Linked DNA regions of Pan troglodytes: region 1 is linked to region 2. The links are chromatin contacts, called in public HiChIP or PLAC-seq maps. All regions are on one chromosome and are shown on one strand. The core of a region is the stretch at or near the end of the contact, and the rest is flanking DNA. Distances in the headings are between cores, read along the strand shown.

What was found. HiChIP or PLAC-seq counts read pairs in DNA pulled down with a chosen protein or histone mark.
Region 1: a contact with region 2 is called in an H3K4me3 HiChIP or PLAC-seq map of stem cell-derived excitatory neurons, with 5 times the contacts expected there. The contact joins the promoter of GAN here to the promoter of ATMIN in region 2. A contact is called at or near these places in 1 of 7 Hi-C or Micro-C datasets (stem cell-derived neural progenitor cells) and 1 of 1 datasets of contacts at active chromatin or transcription factors (stem cell-derived excitatory neurons).

What each region holds. Positions count from the first base shown.
Region 1 is chr18:79,474,769-79,477,468 of NHGRI_mPanTro3-v2.0_pri, forward strand. GAN (gigaxonin) reads left to right here and starts at 1,319. Exons shown (of 10, transcript XM_054668491.2): 1 at 1,319-1,682.
Region 2 is chr18:79,197,781-79,200,480 of NHGRI_mPanTro3-v2.0_pri, forward strand. ATMIN (ATM interactor) reads left to right here and starts at 1,392. Exons shown (of 4, transcript NM_001280340.1): 1 at 1,392-1,666.

The sequences.
Region 1 (2,700 bases), core at 69-2,568, 280 kb after region 2:
TTACAGAAGAAAGTGGAAATGCATGTGTCTTCCACAGCCGTACCCTCCCCATCTATTCTCCTGCCCTGAAAACAGTTAGATACTTGGATTCCTGCCAGTGACTCCAAAGCCTTGGCTGGTTCAGGGTAAATACCCAATACTTTATTGGAGCCTTTCAGTTGGTTGAAGGACAGTGAAAATTCCATCCTGTCTTGCCTGGAATGCTAGCCACATTCTTCTGGTCCGGAGTCCTCATAAAATTGCTAATTTTTTAGAGGCTTATGGAGTACCTAACGTTTGCACAAAATGGTAGCTACATTCCACACGCCCATGTGCCCTGAGCAACCTCCAGGGAAACTTCAGATACCGTGGGGCTTGGCCTGCCAGCTGAGCTGACCCAGCGATCCTTTCTATCACAGCTTTGATCTTCACTGGGTTGGGAGCCTGTCTGAATCTAAACATCTGCCTCTCTACTGCCCACCCCTTCCGCATTTCCTAGCTCTCCCTGAAAGGTGCAAACATGCATGCAGTTACTCAAACAGAATATTTATCCTTAACTCCCTCTCCCTCACAATTTTTTTTAAAACAATCCACTATTGTCTACCCCCCCCCCCCGCATCACCCTTTCATCCAGGTGCCCATTCCCTTCTCTCTAGTCCTGCAATACCTAAGCATAGATCTGCCTTTAGCACATCCATCCCCGCCTTATTCTGCACGCAGGAGCTAAGTGACCTGCACAAAACCCCCTGCTAAATACGGTACTTCCATGGTTCTTCACCCCTGCAGAAACCAAACTCCTTCCCACACCAAGGAGGCCCTGCAAAATTTAAGGCCTCCTTCGGACTTCTCCAGCTTCATCTGCTACGTCTCCTTCGTAGCCCGCAACCAAAACCATCTTTTCCGGGTCTGTTTTCTCGGGTTTTTGTCCCCTCACCTGGGCAGCTCCTTTTCTCTCATAAATAAAGAAAGCTACAGCGACTTCGCCCTTGCTTCCATGCATCATCTCATGAGTCCACAACAACACTAAGAATTCGCTTTCATTTTGCAGACGGAGAAACTGAGGATGGGCACCTTACCCATGGCCACACAGCTAGTAAGTGGAACAGCTGCAACCAGGATTCAAACTCGCGGCTCCAGAGGCCACAGGCTTAACCACGGAATCCTAGCCCGCCCGCACATCCCTCCATCGCGGCAGCGACCTATGTCATCCGGATACACCTTCCGCTGCACCCAGCCGGAGCTGGTTAGGCGGGCGGAGGAAGGAGGCTTCTGATTGGCCGTCTCCAGCAGCGGAGGCGAGAGGGCGGGGAGCGACGGTGCGGGGGCGTCGCGGAGAAATGACTTCACGACGCGGCTTCTTAAAGGCGCCGGCCCAGTGCGCCGCGGATGGCACAGGCGCGTCCCGGGGGCTCCAGCTTCTGCTCAGAGCGCGGAGAGCCGGGCCGGGCGGGCGCGCGCGCAGGACTCGGGCCGCTCGAGGGGTCCGGCCGGTCGGTGTCGGGAGCCGGACCCGTCGGCAGAGGAGCGGGCGCCGCGATGGCTGAGGGCAGTGCCGTGTCTGACCCTCAGCACGCCGCGCGTCTGCTGCGAGCGCTCAGCTCTTTCCGCGAGGAGTCTCGCTTCTGCGACGCGCACCTGGTCCTCGACGGGGAGGAGATCCCGGTGCAGAAGAACATCCTGGCGGCGGCCAGCCCGTACATCAGGTGGGGAGGGGGCTACGGCGGGCGGGCGCGGCGGTGCTGCCCGGAGCCGGAGGCGGGGCGGCCGGGCCGGGCGTGGCCCCCAGACCCTGTCCCCTGTCCCCGGCGCCGGGGTCCCCGCGTCACCGTTGGCGCGGCGTCCCTCCCGGCAAGCGCCGGAACCCGGCCCCGCTGACCGCGTCCCCAGGGCGGCCTCTGTGGCTTCCAGGCCCGCGCTCCCCACGGGACCCCCGCGCCCCTTGGAGTTGTCCCCGGACCCGGACCGCGATCCCCCGCCTTGTCCCTCCCGGTTCCCACCGCCGCGGCGAGCGCCCGGCCTCGGAGACCCTGAGTCCCCCAGACGCCGTCCTGGGCCGGCCGGGACCCGCACCTGCGGGCTGGGCGAGGCCGCGCCGAGGAAGAGTCACCCCCTCGCCCAGGCCGGGCCCGCGGTCCCCGCTGAAGTTCGCCAGTCGCTCGCCTCTGAATCCACGCGCGGGGGCTGGGCCGGCGCCGCCAACCCGGCAGGGAGCGCCCTGCCCGCTGGGAGGCCGGACAGACAGCGCCTCGCTGGGTGCAGGCAGAGAAAACCCTCTCGATGTTCTCCTTGGGTTGGTAGTCCGAACCTCCGGGCGAAATTCTTCTCCTTGCCAAACGTGTGTTTTCAGCTCCATTCTGGTAACTGTTTAAAAGAGGAGTTACACGTCGAAGTAAACTGTAGCGAATTCTCAGGATGCTGTTACAACCCGAGGACCGTGAGAGCCTTGCGACTAAGGGCATTTTAATACTTTAGTAAAGCAAAGCTTAACCAGATTTGCCAACTCAACTAACCAGGTTAATTAAAAGGTTGATAAGACAGTGCTTATACAAGTGTATCAGATCTTGCAGGAGACTATCTTTTCTTTTAGCAACCTTCTTGCAAACTAGGTTGCTGTTTTAATAAAAGGGAAGGGGGGAATGCTAAAAACTGGAGAAACTGCCCAGTAAGCTGGTTAAATATAAGCTAGTGGTAGAGAATATCACTACAATTGACAGGTCAGAA
Region 2 (2,700 bases), core at 142-2,641:
CTGCCGGAAGTGGCTGCGGCGGGGGCGGGGCCTGCGAGCTGGGCCCGGCGGCCGTGCGGGAGCCATGGCGGCCTCGGAGGCGGCGGCGGCGGGGTCCGCGGCTCTGGCGGCGGGTGCCCGGGCCGTCCCGGCGGCCACGAGAGGAGCCGCCGCCGCCGCCTCGGGCCCGTGGGTGCCCCCGGGACCCCGACTGAGGGGCAGCCGGCCGCGGCCCGCGGGGGCGACGCAGCAGCCCGCGGTCCCCGCGCCGCCGGCGGGGGAGCTGATCCAGCCGTCGGTGAGCGAGCTGTCCCGGGCCGTGCGGACCAACATCCTGTGCACCGTGCGCGGCTGCGGCAAGATCCTGCCCAACAGCCCCGCGCTCAACATGCACCTAGTCAAGAGCCACCGCCTGCAGGTGAGCCCGACGCGGCCGGCGGCCCGGGGGGCCGGGCCTGGCTCCAACAAAGCGCCCGGCGCCGGCGCGCGAAGCCGGCCTCGGGGGGACGAGCGCCCTGCGCGCTGCCGCTGCCGCTGCCCCACCGGCCTCTGCCCTCCCCGGCCGGAGGCGGCTCTCGAACCCACGCGGCAGGCCCCGCAGGTGCGGCCTCTGGCGGGGAGGAGGAGCTGGGAGCCCCGGGTCCGCCGTACGCGCCAGTTCCCTGGTTCCCTGGCTCCCTGGCCCCGAGTGTCGTGCCGGACGCCGGCCCAGGCTTTTTACACGTTTTTGCCCGTGAGTTCTTAACGGCATTTTGGCGAGGGACGCATCGTCTCCATTATATTAATGAGAAACAGATTATGCAACCTAGATGATGCGGGGCTTTAAACCGGGGGCTCTGGTTCTGAAGCCCTGTGCTTGCCACCACACCCACAATGCCGCCCTTAGGTCCTGCCCAGTGGACTGTATGTGCCAAAATAACTAGAAGAGAGGGTTTTAAATGTTCTCACCACCAAGAGACAATACGTTTGAGGTCAAGGACATGTTAAATACTCTGACTTGATGACTATGCGATGTATATGTCCATCCATGCTGCACACCGCAGCCCATCAGTAGGAATAATTACTGTGTGTCGATTATGAATAAAAAAATGTTTTAAAGGAGCGGTAGCTTTGCCTCTAAACACCATCAGTCAGTTTCACGGTGTTGGTAAGATCAACTCAGGACTGAGACCTAAGGGAAATTGCCCCTGCGTCTCTTCTTTAAGAGGGGGACACAGTAAATACACCATGACAATAGTCTCAACAACCCTCCACGTTATGCAAAACAGGGCAGTCATTTTCAACCTTGGGACACATCTGTGACAAGCTTATTAAAAATCCAGATGTCCAGCCCCACCCCGGACCTATTAAGTCACAATCTCTCAGTCATTACAATGGCAAGTTTCCTTCCACCACTCTAGGCCAGCAGTGACATAATTCAAAAGCGCAAGTCATTGAAAGCAGTTCTGCGAATATGTAGCTTTTGATGATCAGGAGTAAATTTAGAGTACCCAGAGTATTGCATGTTCTGTCTGCCCATAGTCAGGCTTCTGATAAGAATTTAACAGCAGAAAACTCTGAGGTTGTAGTCTCTAGTAGGACAGATGTGTCGCCAATGAAGAGTGATCTGCTCTTACCACCATCTAAACCGGGATGCGACAACGTTCTCAAATGAAGATCAGGGAGCCAGTCAGGAAATGTACCTGAGGTATGCTGAGGAAGACCCTGCAGGTGGGGCCGAATTGTTGGACTGAAAAGCTCTGGATTTCTTTCAGCACACAAGTGTAACTCTGGGAATGGCTTTCAACCTATTGTTTTGTTTTCATACTAAATTTTAACTAAATCCTTTTTTTCCCTGTTGTTTTTGTGTTCGTTTGTTTTTGAGACAGTCTCACTCCATCACCCAGGCTGGAGTGCAATGGCGCCATCTCAGCTCACTGTAACCTCTGCCTCCAGGGTTCAAGCAATTCTCCTGCCTCAGCCTCCCTAGTAGCTGGCATTACAGGCACCTGCCACCACACCCTGCTAATTTTGTTTTGTATTTTTAGTGGAGACAGGTTTCACCATGATGGCCAGCTTGGTCTCGAACTCCTGACCCTCAGGTGATCCACCCACCTCAGCCTCTTAAAGTGCTGGGATTCCAGGTGTGAGCCACCACGACCGACCTAAATCCTTTATTTAATCATAACTTAGGTGGATGAACTATTTCTTAATAGTTTCTGTTGTTCCTTTCTGTGGAGTTGCTTTTAGGAGCTCTAGCTCTTTAAAGATCCTGGTAAACATCTGTTGAACATAAAGATACCATTTGCTTTTCAGGACTGGTTAGTATACAGTAGGTTTGTTTCTAATTATGTTGGGTTTTTTGTTTTGTTTTGTTTGAGACAGAGTCTCACTCTGTCGCCCAGGCTGGAGTGGCAGTGGTGCGATCTTGGATCACTGCAACCTCTGCCTTCCAGGTTCAAGCGAGTCTCCTGCCTCAGCCACCCTAGTAGCTGGGATTACAGGTGCATACCACCACGCCCAGCTAATTTTTGTATTTTTAGTAGAGGTGGGGTTTCACCATGTTGGCCAGGCTGGTCTCGAACTCCTGACCTCGAGTGATCCACCCGCCTCAGCCTCCCAAAGGGCTGGGATTACGGGTGTGAGCCACTGTGCCCAGCCAGGGCAAACTTTTTTTTAGCAGGAATTATACCTCACCAGATCCATCATTTTTTTCTTGACAAGCAGACTGACTTTCCTGTC